5 separate regions of the Mus musculus genome follow, and all the other regions are linked to region 1. A link is a contact called in public HiChIP or PLAC-seq data. All regions are on one chromosome and are shown on one strand. The core of a region is the stretch at or near the end of the contact, and the rest is flanking DNA. Distances in the headings are between cores, read along the strand shown. Region 1 holds the start of Gdf6 (growth differentiation factor 6). Region 2 overlaps 1700123O12Rik (RIKEN cDNA 1700123O12 gene). Region 3 overlaps 1700123O12Rik (RIKEN cDNA 1700123O12 gene). Region 4 overlaps 1700123O12Rik (RIKEN cDNA 1700123O12 gene). Region 5 overlaps Gm46879 (a long non-coding RNA gene).

Region 1 (4,101 bases), core at 932-3,431:
CATGAGTCATCCCTAACAGGGCTGTGGAGCCAGACATGCGCAGAGTGTTAGCACAAGGTACACATGCTCATTCCCAGAAGGAGAGAATGGAGACAAGCCATGGATGGATGCCTCTCCTGGATGTCAGTACAGCGAGGGGAAGAGAAAGAGGCGCAGCACAGATATTAGAAGGCGATCGATTTGGTATTAGACATTAAGAGATGAGGGTGTCATCTCTGGATAACAGTAATGTATGAAGGACATGTGCACCAAAGATGAAGGAACATGAACAGAGAGAGCTTTTCGTCCTAGTGGGCTAAGCATTATTTAAGACTTAAAACTTCCTAGCTCCTTTCTCAGCCTTACACTGGTGAATGATAATGCTAGAAAGCAGAAGGAAGAAGCTAGACTCCTTCAAGTCCCAGACAGGCCATGGGTTGGCAGTCATGAACTGAGTAGCCCTAAGGGACGTTAAATGGGTTGGGGTAGAACCAGAATCTCTAGTGATAGAGAGCAAAGCAGCCCCTCTCAATAGCCTCGCAATTAGGAGTAGTGGCAATACAGGAGCAGTGTGATCGTGGGCCTCAGTTTCTCTGTCTGTAAAATAGAGATAATGTGGCCCTTGTCTCAGGCTTGTTATGAAGATTATGTGAAACTGTTTGCTAAGGCCATAGAGCCAGGCCTGACACAGCAGATGTCCAAGGTGAGTGTCATGCCTCTTAAGGAAGTCAGAGTAAAGAGAAGGGGAGAGAGGACCAAATTATCCTCACGCCTGCAAGGTCCCAATGAAGACAGGAGGGCCAGGGCGAGAGAACCCACAGAGACACAGCTCAAACCAGGAGGAGCAGAATGGTGGAACCACTGCTTCCTGGGTCTATCCGTGGCTGTGCCCTCTTGGCTGAATGGCCCTGGAAAGCCTTTATCTCTGAGCCTTTTGCCCCCCCCCTTTTTTTTTTAAATCCATAAGTGGAGTAATTTACAGGAGGACGTTTACAGATGGTGCGTGAGTACCCTGTAAAGACTCTGGACAACTTCCGTCTAGAGCGCTGTGCGAGAGAAGCAACGCTTCGCCGCCAAACCTAGCAACGTCCTGAACCGCGGGGCGGTGGGCGGGGAAGACACTGGGAATCTGGGGACAGATAAAGGAAACTCGTGATGGGGCGAGGCTGGGCTGAAGAGAAACAGATTGGGGTAGAGCTGCGCAGGGAGGGGTCTGGTGAAAGGGGGAGAGAGAGGGTGGGGATCAGAGAGTTGGGAGGCCACAGCCAAAAAAAAAAGCATATTTGGGGGGCAGGGACTGGGTGAGGAGAGGTATCGAATCGGAATGGGAAGGAATTTGGGGGAAGGACTAATTCCTGAAGACAATAGGAAAGAGGAAAAAGGAAGTACGGGTGCAGAAGAAGAGGGAGTCAAGCCCCTAAGGGTCCAGAGAAGTGTGGGGTCCCACGAAAGAGAAATGAAGCAGCTGGAGCAAACACCAGAGATTGAGGTCTGCGAGAGGAGAGTCTGGGGCCTGCAGGAGAGCGCGGCAGCTCCGAGCACCGGTCCAAACTCTGAAGACTGGTGGCCTTTGCCTGACCTCGAAGGTCGGGAATTGACGCGGGTCTTTGTGGAAAGCAGCATTCTACCAAGAGAAGGGGGCTGTGAAGGACTGGCCCCTGCGCCTGGCTTCCGGGACTCAGGGATGAAACTTGTGGGCGCGCGGGGGGGGGGGGGTGAGAGGGTGCTAACCGCCCGCTAGGAGGGTAGGGTGGCAAAGAGAGGGTGCCACTGCCCGGAGCCAGGGCGCAGCCTGCGGCAGCAGCCCCCCACCCCCACCCCCGCTCCGAGCCAGCCGCCGCGGCTGCCACTCCCCCGGGTCCCTGGAGAAGTTCGAGCAGCTGGTGGGGACTGACGGTCCCCGGCGCAGGCGGCTGCCTGCGGGCTCTGGCTCCCCAACCCTGGGACAGAGGCGCTCGCCTCTGGCTCGCCCAGTCGGCGCTCCGGACCCCGTGGGGCTCTTCCAGCTCTCACCTTGCCACCACCACAGCCCACCGCTGCCCCCCACCCCACACCTCCTGCCCGCACTACCCGCCTCCCTCCCTATCCCCGCAGCGCTGCTCTCCCCTCCTCTCCCCACCTCCCGGCGAGGGGCGGGAGGGGGCGTGGCAGGGCCTGGATTTGTGTAGCTGCTACCCGGCTCCCCGCACTCGTAGTCTGCAGGAGGAGCGCGGCCCCCGCCGCTGTCCAGCCGCTCCGTGCCTTTCGCGCCCGGCGCAGCCGCTGCTGTCGCCGCCGCCTCTCCGAGTAACTTAGCCACTCGCTCGCCATGGACACTCCTAGGGTCCTTCTCTGGGCGATCTTCCTCATTAGCTTCCTCTGGGATTTGCCGGGTTTCCAGCAGGCTTCCATCTCCTCGTCCTCCTCCTCCTCCACCGAATTGGACTCCACCAAAGACGTGGGGAACCGCAAAGAAGGGAAGATGCAGCGAACTCCACAAGAGAGTGCCGAGGGCCGGACGCCCCCGGAGCACGGGCTGCGGCAGAAGGACCTCCGGCGGCGGCCGCCCGGACAACATCAGGGGCAGGAGCCGCCGGGCAGGGGGCTGCGCGTGGTGCCTCACGAGTACATGCTGTCAATCTACAAGACTTACTCCATTGCCGAGAAGCTGGGCATCAATGCCAGCTTTTTCCAGTCTTCCAAGTCAGCTAATACGATCACTAGCTTTGTAGACAGAGGACTGGGTAAGTGGCAAAGAAAGCGCCCGACTCCTCTCCAGTTGGAGCTCCTCAGCCAGAGCTCTACCCAGGCTCTGGCAAGAGGCTGCTTTTGTGAATTCCCTTCGCATTTTGGACACCTCCCCCCTATTTTACTTTTCTCAAGCCCCCAATTCTGAGTGCAGCTGCAGCTTTTTGCTCCAGTCTGCAATTCTCCCCTACTTTCTTACTTTTTTTCTCTCCTTTTCCTTCCTGTTTTCTATTTTGCCGAAAGCATCGCGGCGGTCAATGGTCTGGTAGCTAGCAGAGGAAGCATAGAGGAAAAGAAGTGATGAGCAAATGAAGGGAAAGGGAGAAGGGTCAGAGAAAGGACTGAGAGACCCTGGCTCCAAAGCTTGTGAGGGTCGCGGGCCCTAGAGCATTCATGAGAGCTTTAGAGAGCCTCCTGTCTCTCAAGGAAAAGCCAGCACAAGGTAGTCAATCCGTCTAGGATCGGTGTCAGGCAGTGCCTAGATCCAGCAGCCCTGTGGGTTCACCCGATGTCCTGCGTAGGGTGTGGGGAAATATCAGCCAGGTGGGCACCCAGTGCCTTGTGGCACCGTTTTTATTTTTCCTCGTCTCACACATGATAGTTTTCAAGCCACCATCTTCGGGGTGGGCTGAAACTGGGACTGATAAAAGCGTGGAGTTGTTGGTGCTTACTGTACTACAGGACGGTACTCATCTACCTTTCTCAGCCAGGCAACCCTTCTATCGATGATCATCTCGGGACCCTACCCTCATCCCCTGTGCCAGACAGGATGCATTCCCGTCTATAGGATTCTGAGCTTCCTCCTCTTGCTATTATCGCTGATCCACAGCATAGCATGGGCAATGAAATCATAGCATCTCAGAGAAATCTTCAGAGATTGGGGAAAGTTCCACTGGCTCCTAGAGAGGAAAAGTAATTCCGAAAAAGCAAGAAAGGAGGAGAGAAATAGCAAAGGGCTGAGAGGAAGGTACAGAGAAGGTAAGAGGTACGTCCCATACTCCCAGACTTAGCTTTGACTCTCTTCCTAGACCCACAGGTTCGGGTTCAGAGGAAAGTACCCAGAAATTCAAGAGTCCCCGGGATTGGGCTGAGGGAACTGCTCACCTACATCTATCTACCTTAATTGTCTGCTCAGCTACATCTATCTACCTGAATTGTTCCCTTGAACCTTTCCAGAGTAGGCTAATGTCCCCCTCCCCCACCTGCCCCAAGCTCTATTCAATCTCCAGCATCCAGCTTTCTGGAAGCTGCTTTTCTTCGCAGCCAAGGTTCTGGCCCAGCCAGGTACTCAGCTACAATCCGAGGTCAGCTGGGTTATGAGCTGCTGAAAGGTCTCGATAGCAAATTAACGCCGCTGTATTTTATGACGATTTTAGGAATAATAAAGTCACCTTT
Region 2 (4,101 bases), core at 1,182-3,681, 930 kb after region 1:
TCAGGCGAGAGGGAAATAGTAAGAGTTCATTGTGGAGTTTTTCTTCTTTGGTCAGTCTGACTTCTGACATGCAAAAGGCATCTCTTTGCTTTCTGATGCTTCAGAAGCTAGCCCTGGATACCAACAGGAATGACTTAAACATGCTAGACAGCCCAGAACAGAAGGCTAGGTAGACTTAAGAGCCTCAGTCCCTGTAGGCATCTCTAGTTCCATGTTTAGGTGTATGCATTTCACAACACCCAGGAGAGATGTGAGAAAAATGCAGCATGCCAGAATCCCAGGGGTTCTGTATTCTTCTAAGAAGTTAGAGTTGAGAATGCATCCAAAGAAATAAACACCCGGGGATCTGAGGAGATGGTTCAGAAGGTAAAAGCGCTCATTGCTCTTGCAGAAGACCTGAGTTCTGTCCTCAGCGCCCATATCAGGATCCTCACAACTCTATATCTCCAGATCCAGGTTGCCCAATGCCTCTGGCTTCTACAGACACCAGCACTCACAGGCACAGGCCTGTTATTATTTATTGACTGATTTGTTATTAAAAACAATGAAATAAATAGTTTTTAAAAGAAGTAAAATTCTTTTACCTCTACAGGATGTCCAAATTACACTAGTGGTGGGTAGACCTTGACACGCTTGACGAGATTATCTTCAAAGAACTATTGAGCACTTGCTATATGCACAGTAGGATCATAAGGCTAATTAAGCCTTAGAATACACACACAAGATCTGGACACATTGCTGGTTGATATACAGACTCTGTTATAGCCAGGATCTTTTACTATTCTCTCACCAAATTCACATTCAAGCCTCATATCATTAGAGTAAAGATATCAGGATGGAATTGGTGTCAGTCCTCATCCAAAGATTCTCTTTTTCTCTCTTCCCTGACCCCACTCCACACACAAAGGCACCATGTGCGCAAACAGCAAAATGGCAGCATACACACATTATTCCAGCAGAGACATCTCAGGATGAAATCCACCTTACTGGTACTTAGATCTTGAATTTCTTGTCTCAAGAACTGTAAGAAACTAAAGTCTATCATTTGAGTCACTTCATATTTGGTATTTGAAATTGAGGTCTGAGCTGATAGTACCATATCTGCCCCCCCCCCTTCTTTCAAGGCTGAAAGTTAGGTACTTTCATCTCTGAGTAATACATATGAAAACTGAGATTTACAGTGGTCACTTAGTCTGTGATTGACTAAGGCAACAGTCCAGAGTCAGGTTTTAGCCTTCATCCAGTGGCTTTGCGGGAAAAGACTGCCAGTTAAGTGTCTCACAGTAGAGTCATCAATACAGCAATAATCAATGATGACATGTGTACTGGCTGGTTTTGTATGTCAACTTGACACAAGTTAGAGTCATCAGAAAGGAAGGAGTCTCAGTTGAGAAAAATGCCTCCATGAGATCCAGCTGTAAGGCATTTTCTCAATTAGTGAGGGTGGGTGGCCCACCCCATTGTAGGTGGTGCCATCCCTGAAATGGTGGACCTAGGTTCTATAAGAAAGCAAGCTATGATGAGCAAGTCAGTAAGCAGCACCCCTCCATGGTCTCTGCATCAGTTCCTGCCTTCAGGTTCCTGCCATTTGAATTCCTGTCTTGACTTCCTTTGATGATGAACAGCAAGCCTTGGTCATGGTGTCTCTTCACAGCAATAAACCCCCAACTAAAACAACATGTATAAAGCATGCTCACATTTAAACTCCTACCATCCTTGTAACAACACTTTGAGATATGTACCACCATTGTCCCATTTTGTGACACTTATTAAAAAAGTGTATTTTCTGGTCCCCTTCATTTTGACTCCTGTCAGTGTCTGTTTATCCCCATGTCTCCCCCTGTATCCACCATCTCCAAATACTTAAGGAAAATCCTGTGTCATCGTACTGGGTCATGGTGTCTTTCCAGATGGTCTTACATTCTTTGTAGAACAAGTAGGGTGCACCCTGACTTTTCTTCTAATCCACAAACCAGTAATATGTCAAAGCCCCATTGGGCTCACAAGAATGGGGTCTGGAAAAGATCCAGACAAGATGCTTTCTGCTGGTAGTTTCTTACTCTCTGTCAGTTCACACAAAGCCTGAGGTCTGGTGCTAAGGGAAGCAAATCATATCCAGGCACACTCCGAGGAACAGATCCAACCCCACTTCTCTGGCAGAACTACAGCTCCCACCCTAACTCCTCCCAGGCCAGCTGCCAGCATCACGCTTCTCAGGTTACACTGGACTGTAGAGGGGCCACCTCCATCCCAATCGCAGCAGATGTGGGCAAACACTGCCATCAACCAGGATGCTAACAGAAGATGCTGGGTTGTGTTCCACAAGGATCAAAAATGCAGTCTTTGCCTTCAAGCCTGGCCCTTTATGAAACCCCTACCATTGTCCAGATCTCCCCTAGCCTCCTAGGCCTTCCTAGGGCTGGCTTCATCCCTCTGCAAGGCTTTAGGGTACAGCCTGACATCACAGCATGCCCAGAGGGTGAAGTCACATGTGGCCATATGCCAAGAAAGTTTCTTTATTCCTCATTGAACCTCCCCTCCCCCAACCTCCCTCCAAGCATCCTGAAAAAGGGTTATGGGACCCTCTGAGAGTTTCAAGACTGTCTGTTCAGGCTCCTAACTGATTCCATTCAGGACCCAAAACAGCATCAACTCCATATTCAAGTGCTGTAGTGATCAGGATAGGGAATTTGTATTTTTCAGAAAAGAAGACCTTTATATTTCAGTACTTAAGATTACCCCAGCTTTACCTCTGGTGGTTTTTCTTCTGGTGACAAAACCAAAACAGTGATACAGTTGTTGCTGTTAGACCAGTCCTTCCTAAGCTTTGTGAGCCTCCTCTCTTAAGCACCATCAGATACTTTAAGGTAGGCCCTGTGTTCAGAGCAGTCGGAGCTCTAGGTTTGACAGGACATGAAGTAGCCTCTCCTTCCCCCATGAGAGCCCACTCATCCTTTTGTTAGAACTATCTATTTCAGGTCACTCTTTCAGGTAAGAAAAATCAGGAGCCAAGACTCATAACTATTATCAAAAGGGAACCTGGTTATATTTTCCAACTGGCAACATCTAGACAAAAGGTCTGAAGTTTACATACTTGTCCCAACATGCAAAACTTGCTGTTCCTCATTTTTTCTATACCTATACAGAAGTGGCTCAAATGTCCCCACTCCCATACACAGAAAAGGGTGACAGTAAACGTTCCAGTTGAGTTTCCTTGCTCAGTTCTTCCTATTTAAAGTTATTTCACTTGGGGTAAATATTTTGCTAAGATTCAAACTCATGTTCCCCAAAAGAGAAAAGACTGTCAGTGGGTAAAAGGTGACTCTTCCACATTCTTATAAAAGCAAGGACACCCTGAAACTCCCTATCTGCTAATCACGGTGATGGCTCCCAATATCTGGACTTTAGCTTCTACTGCAAATTCTTCTAAACTGTCCACATCTGGACATATAATCTATATCAGTCCATCACCTTGGCTAAGATTGGGATCCAAGAGGACCCATTAGCTGAGTCAGCTCCACCATGGCTCTGGTTATCCTATAGATCCTCCAACTATCAGCTCTACACTTCCTCTGACTGATGCAATAACTACCACAAAGCTCTGGAGGCTCACTTTGTCTCCTCACCATGGTTGCCTCAAGGGGAAGATTTGACTATCGACTTTCTATATTTTCTTAATGCCCACCAAAGGCCCAAATCCCAACCACTTCCCAGCCCTTCCAGTGTGTGGCAGTCATTACATGTGTGCCTGAGGTAGCTTTACAACAAGTCTTCCCATTTTTGCCTTTCAAAATGATCTTTTGAGAATGAGCTTGAAAAATCACAGCACCCCCTTACTTAAACTCTTTTTGTGGGTCCCACTCAGCACTTTGATGGGTTCTGTGACATTCCCTTGACCCACAACACCCTCTCCTTAGTTTCCTTCCTACCTGCCTTGGTGTTTGATCACTCCACTCATCCCAGGCCTTCCTGCTGTGTCTGTCGTAGGGCTATGAAGTGAAAAGAGGAAGAAAAGAGTGGCAATTAGGACTAAGGAATAAAAAGTCAGCAAGGGAAGGACAACAGACATCTCATGGTGGACTGGGACAGATGTGAGAAAGG
Region 3 (4,101 bases), core at 1,030-3,529, 910 kb after region 1:
TTGCTGTTTAATAATATTTTCTGAAGGACTGCTATGTGCAAAAACCCGGAAAGATTGAAATATAATGCCTTCTTACAAGGAAGTGATAACTGATGTGTAAGAGACACACCTAAAAACAGGCAAAATTTGTAGTGTGGGTTTTCAGTAATAGCCATTCTAAGAGGAATGAGATGGTATCATCTAACTGTGGCTTTGTGTACTTCTCTGGTGATTAGTATGATTAACATTTTCCTACTTCTTAACTATAAATCTTTTTTTAATTATCTTTAATTTTTTTATTTTTTTACAGTCCAGTAGTTATGCCCCTCTCTGTCTGACCTTGGACAGTTCCTGTAGGAAGAGTTTCCCTAATTGTTTCCCTAATCGTTGATTGGCTAAATAAAGATGGCAGAAGCCAATTGTTAGGCAAAAGAGAAGGCAGGCTTTCCAGGCAGGACAGGAAGAGAAGGAGGGAGAGGATTGGAGCCGGAGGAGATGCGGAAGCAGATGGCACCGATAGTTTATGGCCTCCGCAGGCAACGGAAGAGACAGAGCATGATAGAGCAGGATATTCTTTGCCCAGCCTTTGAGTTATCGGGTCAGTTTTAAATATAAACGTCTCCAGTGTTTTCCTTTCACAGGCCTTAAGGGAGCTGGGTGAGGACGGGGTGATCGTTGGCGTCGGCAGAGCCAGTTGCAAAGTGGCCGATCAGTGGAGTGCAAGTGGTGACTCCGGGTGTCCTCAGAAGGAACTGGCGTGATGGAAGTGGAGCCAATGGCAGGGTGATCTCGGAGCTAAGTCATGAGGGGCCATAGCGCCAGGCAATTAGACCAGGCAAAGGGAAGTGTGCATGTTAAAATTACAAGTAGCATGTTCCTCGTCCCATTCTTCCTCCCTCATCCGCAAGAGGATGTCCTCACCACCCCACACCCTACCCTGCCTCATCCCACCCTACCCTGCCTCATCCCACCCTACCCCACCCCATCCTACCCTGCCAGGCCTCCCCACTCCCTGGGGCCTCAGGTATCTCGAGGGTTAGGTACATCTTTTCTCATAGAGGCCAGACCAGGCAGACCTCTGCTGAATGTGTGTCAGGACCACATACCAGCTCATGTATGCTGCCTAGTTAGTGGCTGAGTGGTGGCTGAGTGATAGATCTCAGGGATCCAAGTTAGTTGAGACTGCTGGTCTTCATATGGGGTCACCCTCCTCCTCAGCTTCTTCCAGCTCTTTCCTAATTCAACCACAGGGGTCACCAACTTCGGTACATTGGTTGGGGGTTAAATATCTGCATCTGTCTCAGTCAGCTGCTTGTTGGGCCACTCAAAGGGCAGCCATGCTAGGCTCCTATCTGTAAGCACACCATAGCATCAGTTGCCGAATACCCTCTTAGTCCCTTGTCTGTGTAGGATGGGTCTCTGGTTACAGATGGTCAAGGAGTCGGCAACACAGGAGATTGTGTAGAATCTGAATGTATTGTCACAAAGTGAACACCAACCTTATATAATACAGAAAATAAAGGGGGTAGGATGTCTGTCACAGCAGGCAAAGTACATTGAAGTTAGCTGACACAAAACAAAGGAATGACTTCAAAAGGACTTACAGAAACCAGGTAAATGTTCACAGTAAAGATAAAGCAGTCCTGCCTAGGGCCAGCTTAATGACAGGTAAAGATTTCACACCCTAGTCACAATTTGTGCTACTCCTTTGAGCCTTGTGAAAGCTTGTACCAGGGGAATCTGCTCTAACAGACCTTCTCATGAATAATGCAATACCACAACCCCCATATTTCCTAGGCCCTGATAAATTCTTGTATGACTGTAACTTGACTGTTCTTTTAAGTATCTGTGGAGAATCTCCATTTGTCAGAAGAATTCACCAACTTGCTTCTAATATGCAATGTTGCCTGCTATACCTAGCTGTAATGAAGATTCCTGTCTCAGTGGGATTCCCTAACTCTTTAATGGTAAACCCACCTATTCACTATTTTGTGAATTCCCTTGTCTGGGTGAGACTGGCTACTGACTAGCCCTGAGCTATTCTAGCTCTGTTCTTTGTAATGCCTAATTAGTTTCACAGTGTCTTCCAAGCTCCTCGGCTTCAAGCATTTTCTAGGACATTGGAACACTGGTGGAGGCTTAGCTATGTCAGAATTCAATCTTAAAAGGCACTTATAATAAAATAATACTAAAAGAGAGCACGTGGATCCATACACCAGGCTAACCCAGGGATAGAGTTTGAGTGTACGGCTTATGAGAACGCCTGGTTCCAGTAGGTTAAGTTTCCCTGAAACTCTTTGCGTAGCAATCAGTAATAGTGTGGGGCATTGGAGCCTCCCCTTGGGAATTTGGGCCTGTCACTGGACCTCCTTTCCCTCAGACTCTTCTCCGTCTTTGTCCCTGCATTTCTTTCAGAAAGGAACAACTCTGGGTCAGAGCTTTTGACTGTGGGATGGCAACCCCAGCCCTCCACTTGATGCCCTGTCTTTCTACTGGAGGTGAACTCTACAGGATATTTAGAACATTTGGAATTTTTATTCAAAATTTTAGTTACTTATATAGTCTAAATATTAATTCCTTCATAGAAAAAAAATAGTTTACAAATATTTTCTCTCATTCTGAATGTTTTCTATTAACTCTAATCATCATTCTCTTTGCTTTTCAGAAACTCTTTAGTTAGATATAATCCCATTTGTCTGTTTTTACCATTATTGCCTCTAATTTTAAGGCTCCATCCAAAATAAAATCTGCCCTTAATCCAATCTCTTGAATGTTTCACCTGTTTTTTTTTCTTTTTTTTTTTTTTTTTTTGTAGTCATGTCATAGTTTCAGTTTTTATATTTAGGCAGTTGCTCCATTTGAGTTTATTTTTATATATATATTGAGAAGTACATATTTATTTTATTTTCTGCATATGTAATATTCTGTTTGTCCAGAATATTTGTTAAAGAGACTGTCCTGTATGGTATCAGCACCTCTATCAAAAATTGTTTGAGTGCTCATTTCAGTATCACGTGTATTAAAGTTGAAACAATCAAGATCCCTGGACCCTATGATCCCTGGAAATGGATGCCATGCAAACCTTTGAATTGTTACATTATTTCAGTTTCTTCAGTTCAAAGAATCATTGCAGAATAATTTGAAAACTTGTATTTTAATAAACTGAAAAACCTAGAAAGAAGGTAAATAAATGTCTGGACATTTAGATCAACCAACACTGAATTAAGAAATCATTACTCTAAACAAATCAATAGTAAGCAATGAGATCAAACTATTAGTAAAAAGAACTTTTCACTTCTTAGTTCTATCAGCTCAGAACTAATTATAACTATTGATATTTAAAAACTAATATCAATAGTTTGTTTCTTAAATTTTTCCATAAAGCAGAAAGTGAAGAACTATTCATCTACAAAATTAGTATTATCCTCATACTAAAACCAGATAATGCAACAACAAAAGCTATAGGCCAATTTCCTAGATAAACATAGATATAAAAAAATCCTCAAGAGAAAACTTACATACAAAGTTCAAAGCAAAGTAGAAAAATCATACACCATGACCAAGTTGGTTTTAGTTCAAGGCTGCAAGGATGGTTCAATATATGTGAATCAATTCCCATACTACAGCATAAAATAAATACATACAACCATCTTAACAAACACAGAAAAGAAAGACTCTGACAAAATTCAAAACCCCTATGATAAAATCCCTAAAGAATCTAGAATAGAAAGAACAGACTACAACATGATAAAGGCTATATGAAACAAGCAAAGTCCAACGTTGTATTCAATTAGGAAAACCTGAAAGAATTTCTTCCGAAATTAGATGTGAAATCAAAATCACACACAAGACCATTACTTTAGTTAATGCAGAGCTTGATATACTTGATAGCCAAAGCAATAGAGAAAAGAAAGAACAAATAGGAAAAGAAAAAGACAAATTATCCATATTTCCAAATATAACCCACTACTAACAAATGCTTAAACACTCTACCAAAGTCCTTTAGCTGTGACAGGATACAAATGCAGAAAGAAAAAAGAAATAAAACAAACCAAAAAAAAAAAAAAAAAACCCTCACAGCAATAATGAACATGCTATTAAACATATACAATAAAAAATTTT
Region 4 (4,101 bases), core at 493-2,992, 770 kb after region 1:
AGCCAGCCAAGCCAATCTGGCAGAAATGGTGAGATCCAGGGTCAGTGAGAATTGGTCTCAAAAACTAAGCTGGAGAGCAATAGAGTAAGACTATGGGCATCAACCTCTAGCCACTGGAGAATTTTTAAACTTCAGATCTGGGAAAACCCCTAAATACCATAAATTCTTACTGTTCTTCTAAAAAAAACAAGTCTTTTCTAGCAAGCCCCATGCAGGTAGTCATTTCCAATGCTACCAGTCATAACATTTCATGGGGCAACCCCTCATTGCTACACTCAAGCAACAGGAAAGGGCTTCCTTGTACCACATCCTACCAACCCCTCCTCTTTATGCAATCCAACCGAGTTGTGAAGTACAGAAGGTTAATCTAAAATCTAAGATAGCCACCTGTCTTGCTGGGACTGAAGGATTTCCTAGAATATAAGGCTTTTCTACTCTGAAACCAGAAGAGTCTCAGCAAACCAGAATGTTGGTCATCTTAAGTAAACATGCAGACCCCTTTATCAGAAGGCACAAAACATATGTACTCTCCCAGAAAATGAATATATTCTAGGGCAGAAAATCCTTTGGGAAGCCTTGCCTCTCAGACCAAAGAACTGCAGGAAACTGTGGGTCTATCTGAACTCCAACTGGCTCTTCCTCAATTCTCAATTCTGTGATTATTTTATTTGACTTGCATGGCACATGACTGCTTCTATATTCCAGGAGAAATCCAGAAAAGTATTTCTTAAGTAAATAAAAAAATTTCATAAGAACACTATACCTTGTAGAGGACACTGTGTCCCTTCTATAGAAAATATGTGACTCAGACAGGTTACCACCAAAATCAACAAGTTCCTCTGGAAAAGTTAGAGAGGAAGAAATGGGTAAGATATCTGTGGCTAGTGTCTGCATGCTGCTGTCAGCTCAGCAAATACATGTGAGCAATTTCATACTCAGAAATCTTCCCAGAAGAACAATATTTATGATAATGTTCAGGGATGGAATCCTAACCCTTTAGATTTGTTCAGCAGAATATATTCTATAAGATTCAAGAAGCCTTGGTGTCAGGGTTGTCCTGAGACTTACAGAGGGAAGTCAGCAGAGCCCAGTGTAGGGAGCTTTGGGAGATGGAATGGTGAGAATGGGTAGCTCTAAGGACACAGAGCAACACTGAAAGGAGGACTATTAGCAACGGGGAGTTCATTGACAAGACTGTCAGCTATTCAAGAGCAGAAACCATAAAACCACCTCTATGAGCCAGTTAGCAATTTGTTAAACAGTTAGAGTCAACATTCCTAGACTGAAAATACCAGCTTTCCCCTTGAGCAGGAGGAAGGTCTGATCTAATGAAGGAAGAAGGTAAGAAGAGAAGACACGTGAATACAGATTCCTTTAGCAAGATGCCCTGCGGGCTTCCCTAACTTGTAAGCAGCTTTGTATAAATTAAGTACTTTCCCCCAGGTTATCTGGGAAGCAACTTCTCCTCTAACTCATTTTTCTACAGGACAAGAAAAGGAAAGCCATTCAATATACATTTTTTTCATCCCAAATTTTATGTGTAAATACAAACTGGCTGTGTAGCTGTGACTGGCTTGTGTGGACTCCACTTGGAATAATGATGGAAGTTCAAAAGGTTAATCAAGTTATTAACATTTTAAAAGAAGGGAAATTTTCTTTCCCAGATGGCTTAACAGGTGACTCCTATAAATTACACAGTACATTACAGCGGGCATCCGCTAGCACAGTTATAGTAAAGAGTCTGTCAACATTTCCATTATACAGCCCTCTTTTCAAAGTTTATAACTCAGCCATAAAACTCTGCTCCAAGATGGGTTTTGGCTTTCTAGCTGAATTTTCAACTTAGCGGCAAAGTTTTTTATTTCCCCTTTCTTCTCCTTTTCTTCTCCTCTTCCTCATCCTTCTTTCCCTAATGAAAAGCACTTTTAAAACTACTGCTCTAGGTCCTGTAGAGATGGTTCTGGAGTTAAGAGCACTTGCTGTTCTCGCAGAGAACCCAGGTTCAGTTCCCAGAATATGCACGGAGTATAAGAAGCACTTGTAACTACAGTTCCAGGGGATCTAATGCCTTCCTCTGGCCTCTGAGGGCATCAGGCACACACGTGGTGCATACACAAACAGATAGACAGTAGACAAACATCCACAGAAGGTACAAAGAAACCTTAAAATACTGTTCTAAGGTTCAAAGGGACTTCCTCATGGGAAACCTTTCAGCTCTTTTATACTGAAGCACCATTATTTTTATGCTCAGGTATTTTGTTTCTTTCTTCTTAAAAATAAAAAAAAAAAAACTATGTAAGATCAGGTATTCTCATCATAGTTTTTCAAATCATAATGAAAATATAGACTTTCCAAGAAGAGATGTAATCAAAAAAAATTATTTCACTTTTTCATGAATTCTTAAAGTACTTATTTAGTACCAATAAATACGACTAAACAATACCAATAAAAACAATAGCATAATTCCCCTTAGTTCATCGGTTTGTGCACAGAGTCTCAAGAGCATAGCAACAGCACAATAACTTCCAGAAAGAGTCTCCATCCACCAGGGTAGAGAAAGAGAGATCAACACCGAAAATACAAAGTGGCCAGAAAGGTACACAAATGACTGAAGGCCTGCAGCTCCAAGCTTGCTTGATCACAGCCTGGGGAGTTTTTATGACCTCTTCAAGGCTGGGATACAGACTAAACAAAGTTCCCTTGACTTTGACCATGACATTCTTGGGGGCCAGGCCAGAGGGTGGGGAAGACAAACGCAAGCAGCCAACTGCTGAAACCAGAGCCTGCCTGCAACCTCACTGTTGCTGACCTCGGAGCCTAATACCCCCACTATTCTCATCTCAGACAGAAAGCTAAGCCACATGGGGAGTTTCAATGCCAATACAGAGGAGGCAGCATTCCAGGAATGAGGTCCGAAAAATTCTCACAGGAACAAGCAAAGACAGAGGAGTACTCGGTGGCCCTTAGCCAACCACCACCCCCAACCCTATCCCCACGCCTGACAACCAGGACAAAGGGTTCATCTGAAAAGATTCAGAGAAGTGGTCTTCCTTAGTAGGTCAGCACTTGCCATGATGCAAATGTAGTGCCTCCTAAAGTTAGGCATCAATGCCCCCTGGAGGTCAGAGGTCACATTCCTGTCCTGTCTCCTTTGCCCTCTGGGGGGTGGGGGTGGGGGGTTAACAGGGAACGGAGATGGTTTCTCAAGGAGAAACCCAGTAGTTTCCACCTACATCAAGGCAGAAGACTGAGGCCCTTTGGATTGCTCATCGACAGCATTTTGGCTTGAGGAATATTCCAGTGGACAGTGCTAAGATTTATCCACCAAGCTCAGCTCAGGCACATCTGGACAAGAACCTCACTTACAGCCCATTCCCAGGCTGATTGCCTTCTCACAAGCTTTTCCTAGCTTTGTGTTCATTAGCAAAGGGATTTGGCTTGGAGGGAAACTGTGTCCCTTTCCAAATCATCTTTTCCTCCTCTGAGCCCTGTAGTCCTGTCATAATATTTGAATTTATGATATACATCACCATCATTTCCATAGCAATAGAAACAGCAGCAGTCGTAGAAGTGGGGTTTGTGTTTCAATGAGAGAAAGGAACTTGAAAGAACTCTGAAAGAACATTTGGCACTGCCTCTGTATCAGACAGGTACACAGCTAAGCAGACTGTGAACTGTTTTCAACCAAGATGGTCACACCAACACTGTGCTTCATTTTGTGCTCTGTAGCTGAAGACTGTCTCGGGCTTTCACAAGCCAGCTGAGAGTTGGTAGGGGTGTGCCTCTTCCACCCCTCTCTATGTGGCATCTTACCCAATGTCTACAAGTAGTAGATAATTACATGAGTGCATTGAATGATAGAAACGTATATTGAACTTGCAATTAGCTTAATGGCCACGATTTTACCTTGATTTGTCTAAGTAAAATATCTCCTGTTGTAATTTAAATATATTAAACTTTGATTTTTATATGTGAAAAAATAAAGTTTTCAAGTATACTCATGAAATAATTTTTCATTCTGACACCTAAGACAAGCTATTGATTGCACACCCAGCTCTTTAAACATTCTTCTCAAAAGCTAACAAGTTCCTCATCTTAATA
Region 5 (4,101 bases), core at 814-3,313, 560 kb after region 1:
TTTCATGGCCTCTTCATGCCTCTAACAAGTGGATTTCCATATAAACACTCAAAACCAAGAATGCAGTCCAATAAATTTGAGATGCTACTTGGTGTCTCACCATGGCAACCTTCTGCCAAGTTATGTGCACGACTGCAAGGAAACTATTAACCATGAAAAATAAAAAATAACTAGAAAAAGAAAACTTTGAGTTTGTGCTCAAGTCACTCAGAACACTAACATTTTTTTAAAAACACCTCAACTTCAATGGTTAACTAAAGTGTAATGAGTGGATATTTGAAGGAAAAATACCAGAGAGGCTCATTTTCCTCTATGGTCAACCAAAACCTCCGAGAAGACCAACTGGGTGTGTGCTGGATGAGATCCTTTGTATAATTATGAACCTGAAATTTCAAGTACATTCTGTGTAAACTGGTCAGTTGCCAAGGTCAGTGAGGTCTCTGTGAAAAATACTAGAAATAGTATGTACAGTATGTGTCTTGGGAGAAAAAGTCAGCACAAGGCTGGTTTCACAACTCAAAAGACTTAGAGTTCTTAGCGATGCTTTTGTTTTCCCTAAGAAGTGCACATGCTCTTCTCCTCATGGAGGTAATTCCTTGTTTTCTCTGGCAGTCTTGCATTCACTTTTCATAGATGTTACCTGTTGAGGCCTAAAACTCCATTTTGATTTCTCCACCTTACCCCATCTTAATTCCTTTATTCTAGTCTCTCATGTCACCAAAGTTCAACTAAAAAAGAGAATCTCTTGCAGAAAATAATATAGATCACCTTGAGTCATGTTGGCATTGGCAGGTGACCAGAGAATTTCCCTGTTTTTGTTGAGATGGACATGCTGGTGAGTCAGAAATATACAAGGTCATCAGCAGGCAATTTGTGATGTATGCACATATGTGTATACATGTGTGCACATGATGTGGCTCATCCATAGGTGTCACCTCTCAGGAGCCATCTAGCTTGCTTTAGAGACAGGTTCTCTCACTAGCACACTAATTAGGCTAAACTGGCTTTCCAGCAAGCCCCAGGAGCCTTTTTGCCTTCACTTGTCCAGCACTGGATTGACAAGTGTGTAACCATGACTGGCTTGTTTGTTTACACTTGTGTAACCATGACTGGCTTGTTTGTTTGTTTGTTTGTTTGTTTGTTTGTTTGTTTGTCATTTGGGTGTTTTGCTGTTGTTTGTTCTGCTTTTTTTCCAGGAGTTGCTGTTTGCTTGTTTTGTTTTTGTTTGGGGGGGGAGGGGTTCATTGATGTTTGGTTTTGTTTTGTTTGGGTTTCTGTCATTGTTTGTCTGGGGGTTGCTGCTGTTGTTTGTTTGTGTTTAAACCCTGGCATTGGGTGTGGAATTTGGGTCCTCTTGCTTACACAGCAACTACTTTACTAATTGAGCTTGCTCCCCAACCACATTATTGGGTGATATTTTAATTAGAAACTGTAGAAAAACAGGGCTGTAAAGAGAGTAAGAAAGGCAAAGTAGACCCCAGATGTCCTGGGATAAACTGAACTGGCAGTTGGGATATAGGCAGAAAATTCCATTTTGGCAGCTTGGTCGGAGTTGAATGTTGTTTCTAAATATCAAGTTAGCAGCAAACCTTGGCCTCCATTTTCTTCAGAACTCAGTTCTCCACGGCTTCAGAAAAGCTGTTTCACTCCACCAAGGCATTTGAGAAACAGAATATTCTTGGTGGCATTTCAAATCTAGCATTTTACTCAAATAGACACTGTACAATTCAATCAATTGTTTAACAGAAACCAGGTAAGGGGCCAGCAAAACTAACTAACAAGGTTACTGAAAGAGTCCAAGTTCATAGATTAAAAAAAAAAAAAAAACTACTTAAAACCAACTGTGATTAGATTTCAGGGGTGTGAATGAGTTCCACAATGAAGCAATTGGTAAAATGACCTTGAGAAAGAAAAGTAACAAAGACATCAGGGTGTTTTAGAGATAGCTAAAGTCATTTGTGCCAGGAAGAATGACCTGTGAAAAGGCAAGAGTCAACTGGATGGACATTTGCATGTCAAAGGACTCAGAGCCACTGACCTCCCCCACATCCTTAAATTCAACATTTTCTGCCTGTAAGTGCATTGGGTCACTGGTACAATAGACACAAAACTTGTTCTTCCTTCTCTGACTTATCCCAACCCCCACAGCTGACTTGGTTCTTCACCGGGTTGAAAAGAGAGAGTGAGAAGCTGTGAGATCATTCCAATGCTTTTATTTCTCTTCATTCACAAAAACTTCTGGTCTTTTCTTAGAAAATAGCAAAGCCTAAAAAAAACACCTGAAGTTGGACACTGGTGTCCAGTGCTGGAGTCAGGTTTCTATGGAAGAAAGCAGCTTGTTGGCATGTATATAGAATGATAAAGTCCTCTGTGAATAAAAACCCTAAAGAGAACCCTAAAGACCAGACCCTAAAGAGAGCTCCCTCATAGCCAGGATAATTAATGCATGGTGCTGGTGGAAGATTGGTAGGCACTCTACCACCACCACCATCCAGGAAATGCCTGTGACCTGTGCATACTGCTTCAGAGGAACAGTTAGTAGTTAGACCCCTTTGGAACAGATGGCTCTCACAGCAGTATACTCATTTTAAGAAGAAACGTTTACTAAAGGTTCAGACTTCTGCCACTTTACAAGCTCCTACTCTAGAGAGAGCAGGTACAGGCAGAACAAAGCCACAGACATAACTTCAAACAGGAGGGCAGGACAGGCTCCAAAAGAACAACCAACGTGGTGGTTTGGGTCCCATTCCTCCCTTCCCACTTCCTCTCTCAGGAAAGCCACTTAAGAGGGAAATGAAATTCCTTGGTGACAAAAGAGAGAAGGGGATAAATATAAACATCTCCCAAAAGGTTGACGGACTAGATGTGGTAAATGAAATCATGCCGGGTGTTGACTCTGCAATCCTTTGGCTTGGCTCCTTCCTTTCCTGTTGTCCTTGAACTAGGTCATTGCTTCTTTTCCATCACAAGAAAGAACTAATGAAGGAGCAGCAAGAAGAAGCAGCAAAAGAGTCAAAGTGCTGCGGTCCTGTAGGGCTAGCCTGGTCTAGGTCCTGAAATGCCTCTCTTGAGTGTTGCAAGTGCTTCCCTGCTGATATGAAAGTAATTGTTACTAACTGAATTCAAGCATAATAGTGTAATCTCAGATCTTTAAACCAAAGTCCATTTGTAGGCACTCTTACCCAATCAAGAAATCTGCTACAAATAAAATCCATAATTAAAAGTTATCAAAATCTTGGGCTGTGGGGATTTCATTTCATTGTTTTTTATAAATTACATGGCAGTATTCTGGCTTCCACATTTTTTTAATTCAGAAAATATGAGAGGCCATGATATACTAGAAGCACTTTCTGAGATACTCCTTATAAAGTTGCCTTCTAAAAATAACGTTTGGTCAGGTTAACAGTTCTAAATTGAGTTTCTTCTTATCAGCCTCATAAAACATTACTAAAAATGGTCCAACTTGCTATAATTCTGAGGTATTTATTAAACAGTTACTGTATGCCAGGTATTGTTCCCAGACCTGAGAAAATAACAATAAATAAAAACCAAAGGGGGGGGGGAGACAAGCCTTCTGTTCTTGTGACAGTTTCATTCAGTATGTGGAGGGGGGAGAGAGAGGGAAGGAGAAGGGGGAAGGAGATGGGAAAGGGAGAGATAACTAGATAATAACTGTATTATCTGTTGTGTTGTAACAAACTGTATAAACTGTTGTCTTTGTACATACAGCAGCCATAGAAATATGATAATGTGTGGATGGGGCGGTTACAACAAGACTTTGTGATAAAAGGCGGTGACCGTGATTTGATTGTCAGATTCTACTTTGCCTAAATAGATATAATAAATTATATTTAGAGATAATTAGAGAGGGAGAGAGAGAAGAGAGAGAAAGAAGGAAGGAGAGGAGGAAGAAGAAAGAAGAAGAAAGCTGACATGTTGCTGAACTCAAAGAGAAAAGGATGTTATAAAACATTAAACAAGGTGATGTAAGAAAGAATAAATGGGACAATCTACTTTGGGTGGTCATGGAAGTCCTCCCTCAGAAAGATAAATTGAACTGACATTTCAGCTGAGATAGAAATGTTCCTTGAAAAAGTTATT

Evidence for each region. HiChIP or PLAC-seq counts read pairs in DNA pulled down with a chosen protein or histone mark.
Region 2: a contact with region 1 is called in an H3K4me3 HiChIP or PLAC-seq map of embryonic limb bud, with 5 times the contacts expected there. The contact joins the enhancer-like site here to the promoter of Gdf6 in region 1. A contact is called at or near these places in 6 of 39 promoter capture datasets (the C10 cell line, the SN4741 cell line, cranial neural crest and 3 more), 8 of 115 datasets of contacts at active chromatin or transcription factors (astrocytes, craniofacial prominence, embryonic forebrain and 5 more) and 1 of 9 other capture datasets (embryonic stem cells).
Region 3: a contact with region 1 is called in an H3K27ac HiChIP or PLAC-seq map of embryonic stem cells, with 6 times the contacts expected there. The contact joins the enhancer-like site here to the promoter of Gdf6 in region 1. A contact is called at or near these places in 5 of 39 promoter capture datasets (the C10 cell line, the SN4741 cell line, cranial neural crest and 2 more) and 11 of 115 datasets of contacts at active chromatin or transcription factors (astrocytes, craniofacial prominence, embryonic forebrain and 6 more).
Region 4: an H3K4me3 HiChIP or PLAC-seq map of embryonic limb bud shows a contact between it and region 1, with 5 times the contacts expected there. The contact joins the enhancer-like site here to the promoter of Gdf6 in region 1. A contact is called at or near these places in 7 of 39 promoter capture datasets (the 3T3-L1 cell line, embryonic stem cells, frontonasal cranial neural crest and 3 more), 2 of 115 datasets of contacts at active chromatin or transcription factors (craniofacial prominence and embryonic limb bud) and 1 of 9 other capture datasets (embryonic stem cells).
Region 5: a contact with region 1 is called in an H3K4me3 HiChIP or PLAC-seq map of stem cell-derived neural progenitor cells, with 15 read pairs. The contact joins the enhancer-like site here to the promoter of Gdf6 in region 1. A contact is called at or near these places in 7 of 39 promoter capture datasets (the 3T3-L1 cell line, 3T3-L1-derived adipocytes, hippocampal neurons and 3 more), 3 of 484 Hi-C or Micro-C datasets (adipose-derived mesenchymal stem cells, embryonic stem cells and myocytes) and 6 of 115 datasets of contacts at active chromatin or transcription factors (craniofacial prominence, embryonic forebrain, embryonic stem cells and 2 more).

Annotation. Positions count from the first base shown.
Region 1 is chr4:9,842,191-9,846,291 of GRCm38.p6, forward strand. It overlaps Gdf6 (growth differentiation factor 6), which reads left to right and starts at 2,182. Exons shown (of 2, transcript NM_013526.1): 1 at 2,182-2,702. The coding sequence starts at 2,288.
Region 2 is chr4:10,772,575-10,776,675 of GRCm38.p6, forward strand. It overlaps 1700123O12Rik (RIKEN cDNA 1700123O12 gene), which reads right to left. Exons shown (of 5, transcript NR_045185.1): 2 at 3,930-3,989. Among named protein-coding and RNA genes, the nearest start is that of 1700123O12Rik, 23 kb to the right of the region's middle. Within about 2 kb of position 2,432, at least 38 of the 459 cell types and tissues checked have an H3K27ac peak or open chromatin away from gene starts, as enhancers often do. A contact at or near this core is called in craniofacial prominence, embryonic forebrain and embryonic limb bud, where this site is marked.
Region 3 is chr4:10,748,577-10,752,677 of GRCm38.p6, forward strand. All of the region lies in intron 2 of 1700123O12Rik (RIKEN cDNA 1700123O12 gene), which reads right to left. Among named protein-coding and RNA genes, the nearest start is that of 1700123O12Rik, 47 kb to the right of the region's middle. Within about 2 kb of position 2,280, at least 13 of the 459 cell types and tissues checked have an H3K27ac peak or open chromatin away from gene starts, as enhancers often do. A contact at or near this core is called in embryonic stem cells, where this site is marked.
Region 4 is chr4:10,610,734-10,614,834 of GRCm38.p6, forward strand. The region is part of intron 4 of 1700123O12Rik (RIKEN cDNA 1700123O12 gene); the gene reads right to left. Among named protein-coding and RNA genes, the nearest start is that of 1700123O12Rik, 190 kb to the right of the region's middle. Within about 2 kb of position 1,743, at least 8 of the 459 cell types and tissues checked have an H3K27ac peak or open chromatin away from gene starts, as enhancers often do. A contact at or near this core is called in embryonic limb bud, where this site is marked.
Region 5 is chr4:10,397,853-10,401,953 of GRCm38.p6, forward strand. The region is part of intron 2 of Gm46879 (a long non-coding RNA gene); the gene reads right to left. Among named protein-coding and RNA genes, the nearest start is that of Gm46879, 10 kb to the right of the region's middle. Within about 2 kb of position 2,064, at least 13 of the 459 cell types and tissues checked have an H3K27ac peak or open chromatin away from gene starts, as enhancers often do. A contact at or near this core is called in embryonic stem cells and stem cell-derived neural progenitor cells, where this site is marked.